2 separate regions of the Rattus norvegicus genome follow, and region 1 is linked to region 2. Evidence: chromatin contacts called from public Hi-C data. All regions are on one chromosome and are shown on one strand. Each heading gives the region's core, a stretch centred on a gene start, on an enhancer-like site or on the middle of the called end of the contact. The rest is flanking DNA. Distances are from core to core; before and after follow the strand shown.

Region 1 (2,985 bases), core at 345-2,844, 170 kb before region 2:
AGGTGGGGCCTGGACTTCCATCTGGAAAGGGAAGCAGACAGGTCCACTGCCAAGCCACGGTACCTTGGCCAGCGCCCTATATTGCTGCTTGCTGTCTTCTGACTGATCAGACACTCGACCGCCCCGACTCCTCCTAAAGCCACAACTCTTTCTGGGCCGCTTACCACACTGCCCACCGACCACCACAAAACCTGTCATGCCCACCTCCTGAAGACCACAAGGACAGCAGCTGCAGCCGCAGTGAAGTGGGCGGAGGAGGCGGAGCACCTCGCGGTCCCCGGGGTCCGCTAGGCGGATACGAAGCGGCCGGCGGGCACCACAGCACAGCCGGGCACAGCAGTTGCTCTCCTCAGCTGCCTGACCCAGTTGCTGTCCGGTCCCGGAGCGAAGTTCATACCTATTACAGGTCTCCCAGCCTAGGAACGCTGTGAAGGGGAACACGCTGAGGCTCAGGGGCCTCACCTGCCCAGAAACTCACCACTGTCACAAACATCATGAAGCCCAACTTAATTCCACCTCCTACTCACTTTCCACTCGCTCAGCCTTCTGATGAATCAAGATTTGATCAATCTGTAAAGTGTTAAGAGCAGCGTTGACCTCATTCCTCACCTCGAACATCAGTCCTCCTCCCAGCCATCCTCTCTCCCACTCACCTGCACTAGGAATTCCAGGCCAGAAGGCACCCCTGGCAATGGCACGAAGGGACCAGGAGGCCCTGGGACCACCGGGCCTGGCGAGGGGAAGAGAGAGAAGCCAGGCGCAGGGGCAGGCCCCTGGGTGGGCACTGGAGCCTGTCCGGGTCCAGGATGCAGCGCCGCCGCCTCTGGATACCCAGCTGGCACGGGGTAGGGAGGTGGGGGCGAAGGGGCATAACCTTTGGGGGGCAAGTAGCCTGCAGGGGAGCAGGGGTAGATTAGAAAGTTACCTGTGTCCTTATCCTCTTTCTCAGCCCAAGGACCAGGAGCACCCGCGGAAAACGTAAGAAGAGGCAGAGAATGATGGGGCGGGGGGGGGGGGCAGGGCGGTGGTTTCCCAGGAGGAAGGGAGGGCCCCACGCAGCCAGTCTGAGCACATTCCTGGAGAATGTGTTCGACACCCGGCACCCAAGTTCGTGAGGGGGGATAACGGAGACCCCAACCTAGAGCCAACGTACCTGCCATGGGAAAGGGGAAGGGTGTCTTGGGCTGTCGGCGTAGGGGAGGCTTAGTTCTGGAGTGGGGACAAGCTTGGGAACAGCCAGACAGGCACAGAAACAAAGACGGACAAGCAGAGGCGAAGAGGCAGCTGCGCCCAGCACCGGCCCAGGGTCTCTTGGGAGGCACCTATGAAATCGAAAGTGTCAGCGGGCGGGGCGGGTTACCCAGGACCCTGAATTTCCTTAGGGGCCCCAGGACCGCCCCCTCCCTTTGTTCTCCCATTTCTTTTTGCGGAGATGGCTGTGGGCAGACGGCAGAGCAGTTGAACCTGAGGTCAAACAGATGACCTGACCCTGAGGAAAGTCTCCTTAACCCCTTTATGGTCCGGGCGCTCACCTGAAGCCCCCAGAATAAGAAAGCCGGGGGGGGGGGCCACGCACTCCCGGGCTCACAGGCGCTGGTGGAGGCGGGCCCAGATCTGACCCCACCCCCGGGTCGCCTAAGTCCCACCCCCAATCCGGGCGGGGCGACTGCGCAGAAAGCAGGCGCTTCTCCTCCCCCGGGGCCGCGGACCTTGGACCTTGTGCGCCTCGTTCGCCCTGGTCCCGCCCCTTCCGCTCCGACTGCAGAGGCGTGGAGACCTGGGCTGTCGGAGGGTGATTGCGGCCCTATCCCCAGCAACAAGACCCTCGCCTTTTCAGCGGGTGGCGGTTCTGCCTCCCCACCGCGTGGCTGCTCCGGACCCCGGGATCCTCCTCCCAAGGGCGGGTCGGGCCTCGCTGACGCAGCGGAACACTATTCACACTCCCTCATTGCCTTCCAGAGTTGGCTTGGCAGTCTTCTATCTCAGGGCGACCTCGCTGTGTTCTCTCCCTGTCACAGCGTTGACCCACTCAGTCACCTCTCAGTTCAGGCGCGCCCATTACACGCGTGACAGGCTTTCAAACGGTATCAGTAATGAATGTGCATGAGGTAAGGCTCAGGGAAAAACACTTGAACAGAACAGGCCCCTCCATTCCTCTGCATGGTGGCAAAGCTTGGAATCCCAGCATTTGGGAAAGGAGAGGCAGGAGAATAATTACAAGTATGAGGTCAGTCTGTTCTACATAGTTCCAGACCAATTCAGGGCTACAATTGGGGGGCTTTCTTAAAAGACTCCCTTTCTCAAAAGAAGAAAGCAAAGTATCTGGGCAGATGGGGTGGATCATGGGTTCCCGGTCAGCTTGGGAGTGACCTGGGTCACTAGGGGAGATATTAAAGAAACAAAGCCCAAAACAGCCCACCACTTGTGCCTGGGTCTTACATGCTACCAATTATATTTCCGTGCTTGGGATGCAGACTAGGGACTCTGAGAATTCTAGTTTTATTGTACAGCCAAAACAGCACTGCTGTGTTAGAAAAACCTAGGAGGCTGTAGGCAGGCAAAGGTAAGGAGAAATCTGGTCATAATGTGATGGATTGGACCAGAGACCAGGGCAGTGACGGTGGTCTTGATGTGCATCTGAGGAAACATGACTTCATTGTGCCTCAGAGACAGGATGTACAAAGAAGAAAATGAGCCTCTGAGGCTTCTGCACAGCATAGACCCCTATCCCTTGCCCTGCATTGCCCCATCATTTACAGCCTGCTCATGCAATCCCTGGCTTCAGGTATTTTGCTGTCTCTATTGACCCAGCACCTCTAAGATCCCGTTGTCTTCAGACACATCAGAAGAGGGCATCAGATCCCATTACAGATGGTTGTGAGCCACCATGTGGTTGCTGGGAATTGAACTCAGGACCTCTGGAAGAGCAGCCAGTGCTCTTAACCGCTGAGCCATCTCTGCAGCCCCTTTCGGGGACTTCTAACT
Region 2 (3,132 bases), core at 74-2,573:
CAAGGGGATATTATCACTGTCAAAATTCCTCGGGCAAACGCAAAACTTAGCCTTTCTCCACATGGAACATTCCTGGGGTTTGTGAAACTATGACTGTGCTATAAAGGTGGGGTTCCCATTCCAAGAACTGGCTAGACAAAGGACAGCAAGTGGTCAAGAACCGTTCTCCTTGGTTTTGACGTCTTGACTGTTGTTCCCCGCTTTGCCTTTCCCGATCCCACTATCTGGGTTCTGATTCCATAGATATTAAAGAAGTAGAATATTTTGTGTCTATCTCCCACATGGCCCCAAATTCTTTTGTTGTGTGTGTTAAAGGGGTTTTGTGCACTGTGCCAAGCCTTATCCACTGGACTGCATCCAGAACAGCACCACCATCTAGAGGCAGTTTGAGGAAAGAACACGGTCTCTGCTAGGGAAAACGTGTCCCTCGGCCACAACTCTTCAAGCCCCCTGCTTCAATGTACAAGAAGCCCGATTTTCACTATCTCACTATTGCGTCCAAATTCTTGTTACTGTCTAGAAAAAAAATGTATTTTAGGTGCCTCGACATCCATTCCATTCATGCTCCCCATTCCCCTAGCAAACTTCCGAGCTGAACATTGTGCTTCACCGCTTTAATCCCAGTACTCGGAGGCCTATTTCTATGTTAGCGGTCAACTTGGTCTAAATAGTGAGTTCCAGGCCATCCAGGGGTTACAGTGGTTGAGACCCTGTTTCAAACAAACAAATAAAAGACTCTACAAGATCGGACTGGTATTCGGGGAGTTTGTATGCACTGGACGCCCTGGCACACTGGTCGTGTCTCACTCTTTAATCAAGCCCTGCTTAAAGTTGAAAAAAAAAATCAAAATACAAAAACGTAACGTCCCGCCTCCGCCTCCCAAGCGCCTAGCCTCAGTCCAGTCCCTGCAGGGTCTCTGACTTCCTGGCCACGCGCTGGGAAGCCCACTGGATCACCCGAAGCTCAGGCCACGGAAGAGCAGGGAGTACCGTACGACTGCGACGTAGAGCGTGAGGCTGGACGCGACACGCAGGCGTAAAAGAGCGAGCAGTGGGACTGCCACACGCGGCAACCTAGGCGACTGTGCGCAGGCTCGGTTCAGCGTAGAGCTCGAGGGCGGGACCGTCCGGTGGCCTGGACGCTCTGAGGTAGGCGGGACTGAGCACGAGCCGGCGCCGCTCGCCGGGTGTGACGCACTAATTGTGCGCCGCCATCGGCGGTGGGCCTGGGGCTCGCGGGAGGGGAAGGAGGAGGAGGGGTGGTGGCGGTGGTGGTGGTGGTGGAGGTGGAGGTAGAGGTGGAGGCTAAAGCCGCGCTAGAGGCGGCCGCAGTGGGGCGGCACGAGCTTTGGCTTCGTGAATTGAAACGGCTCCGCCTGAGGACAGCAGGAGTGGCGGGGTCGCCGCCGTCCGAAAGATGAGCCGGAAAGCCTGAGGCGGAGACACCCGCCTTGGGGCCCGTGTGCCCGGCTTCCCCGCTCCTGGTGAGGACGCCCCTTCCCCTCCCCCCGCCCTTGTGGCCTCTTCCATTTCTAGTCTTCCCTCGCACCTAACTGGGCCCAAGAGGCCCTTTAAAGGACTTAAGACCGTTGTGTGCCGAGTCGCCCAAGCTTTCAAACTATATTGCGGCTAGGAAGCATTCAGTTCTCCCAGGATAAGACTGGAGAGGGGCCGGTCTGCCAGGCCCCCACTGCTCTGTTCGGTCCCATCTCCTTAATTCGGTCGCTAAGCACCGATTCTATTCGCTTCCAGTTTTCTTCAACATCTTTCTTATCACTCTTATTTCCTGAGCCATAACCTCACCACCCTCCCCCACAACTAAGGCGTGTGTGTTCCCGTACCCCCATTATTATTCCAGGGTGAAAGAGAACTTCCCTCCCGTGACCAAAGTTTTCCTGGTGAAAGTTGTCTTCCCAGGTACCCGTATCCAGATTTTCTGGGCTGAGCCATCTCTTTTAGCAATGTAGCCCTCAGACTTGTCCTAAGGATACCCACAGCAGCATTAAAGCGAAGCCTGGAAATACTGGGTTTCATTCAGAGAGCTTAAAAATAAAATACCTAAGGCCTACCAGTTAGTCATTTTCTTTTGGTTCCCTACCTGGACAAGGGACGAAATGATGGAAGACTCTGAAGAGTTCCTTCTGGACGAGGTTGGCTGGGAAGAGCTGAAGTTATGAGATATTAGATTTTTCTTTATTTGTATCTGAAACCAGAGGGGAAATGCTGAAGAACATTTCCGATCTTGGAGGAAGGAGTAGGGTGTTCTCAGTTTGATAATCAAACTTTTGTTTTACAGGGCACTGAAAGATGAAAGAGACTATACAGGGGACCGGGTCTTGGGGGCCTGAGCCTCCGGGACCCGGCACCACTTACTCAAATCCCAGGCGAGAGCGTCTTCGTTGGCCCCTACCCCCAAAGCCCCGGCTCAAGTCAGGTGGTGGCTTTGGGCCAGATCCTGGGTCTGGGACCACAGTGCCAACTAGACGCCTCCCTGGCCCTCGGCCATCTTTTGATGCCTCAGCTAGTGAAGAAGAGGAAGAGGAGGAAGAAGAAGATGAGGAGGAAGTAGCGGCATGGAGGCTACCCCCTAGATGGGGCCAGCTGGGGACCTCCCAGCGTCCTCGGGCTCTCCGACCCTCTCATAGAAAAACCTGCTCACAGCGCCGGCGCCGAGCCATGAGAGCCTTCCAGATGCTGCTCTACTCAAAAAGCACCTCGCTGACATTCCACTGGAAGCTTTGGGGGCGCCACCGAGGCCGGCGGCGGAACCTCGCACACCCCAAGAACCATCTCTCACCCCAAGAAGGGGGTGCAACGCCACAGGTGCCATCACCCTGCTGTCGTTTTGACTCCCCACGGGGGCTACCCCCACCCCGGCTGGGTCTGCTAGGTGCTCTCATGGCAGAGGATGGGATGAGAGGGTCTCCACCAGTGCCCTCTGGGCCCCCCATGGAGGAAGATGGACTAAGGTGGACCCCAAAGTCTCCTCTGGACCCTGACTCGGGTAAGGTGGGAAATGGGAAGGGTGATGAGCCTGGAGCACCAGGAGTTTGTTGTCATGGTGAGCCTAAGAAAAGCAGAGAGAAGCTTCCAGAATATCTGGGAAATGATCTTAAAGCCTTATTTTTAAAG

What was found. A called contact is a pair of places that touch in the nucleus more often than the background predicts.
Region 1: a Hi-C map of the A7r5 cell line shows a contact between it and region 2, with 4 times the contacts expected there. The contact joins the promoter of Plscr3 here to the promoter of Senp3 in region 2. A contact is called at or near these places in 4 of 12 Hi-C or Micro-C datasets (the A7r5 cell line, frontal cortex, kidney and 1 more) and 1 of 1 datasets of contacts at active chromatin or transcription factors (oligodendrocytes).

The regions. Positions count from the first base shown.
Region 1 is chr10:55,064,214-55,067,198 of GRCr8, reverse strand. It overlaps Plscr3 (phospholipid scramblase 3), which reads right to left and starts at 1,594. Exons shown (of 8, transcript NM_001012139.2): 1 at 1,533-1,594; 2 at 1,154-1,322; 3 at 654-892; 4 at 528-570; 5 at 205-425; 6 at 1-21. The coding sequence starts at 1,160.
Region 2 is chr10:54,896,418-54,899,549 of GRCr8, reverse strand. It overlaps Senp3 (SUMO specific peptidase 3), which reads left to right and starts at 1,323. Exons shown (of 11, transcript NM_001013116.2): 1 at 1,323-1,484; 2 at 2,297-3,004. The coding sequence starts at 2,308. The region is part of intron 1 of Eif4a1l (eukaryotic translation initiation factor 4A1 like); the gene reads right to left. It overlaps Tnfsf13 (TNF superfamily member 13), which reads left to right. Exons shown (of 6, transcript NM_001009623.2): 6 at 1-745. The coding sequence ends at 93.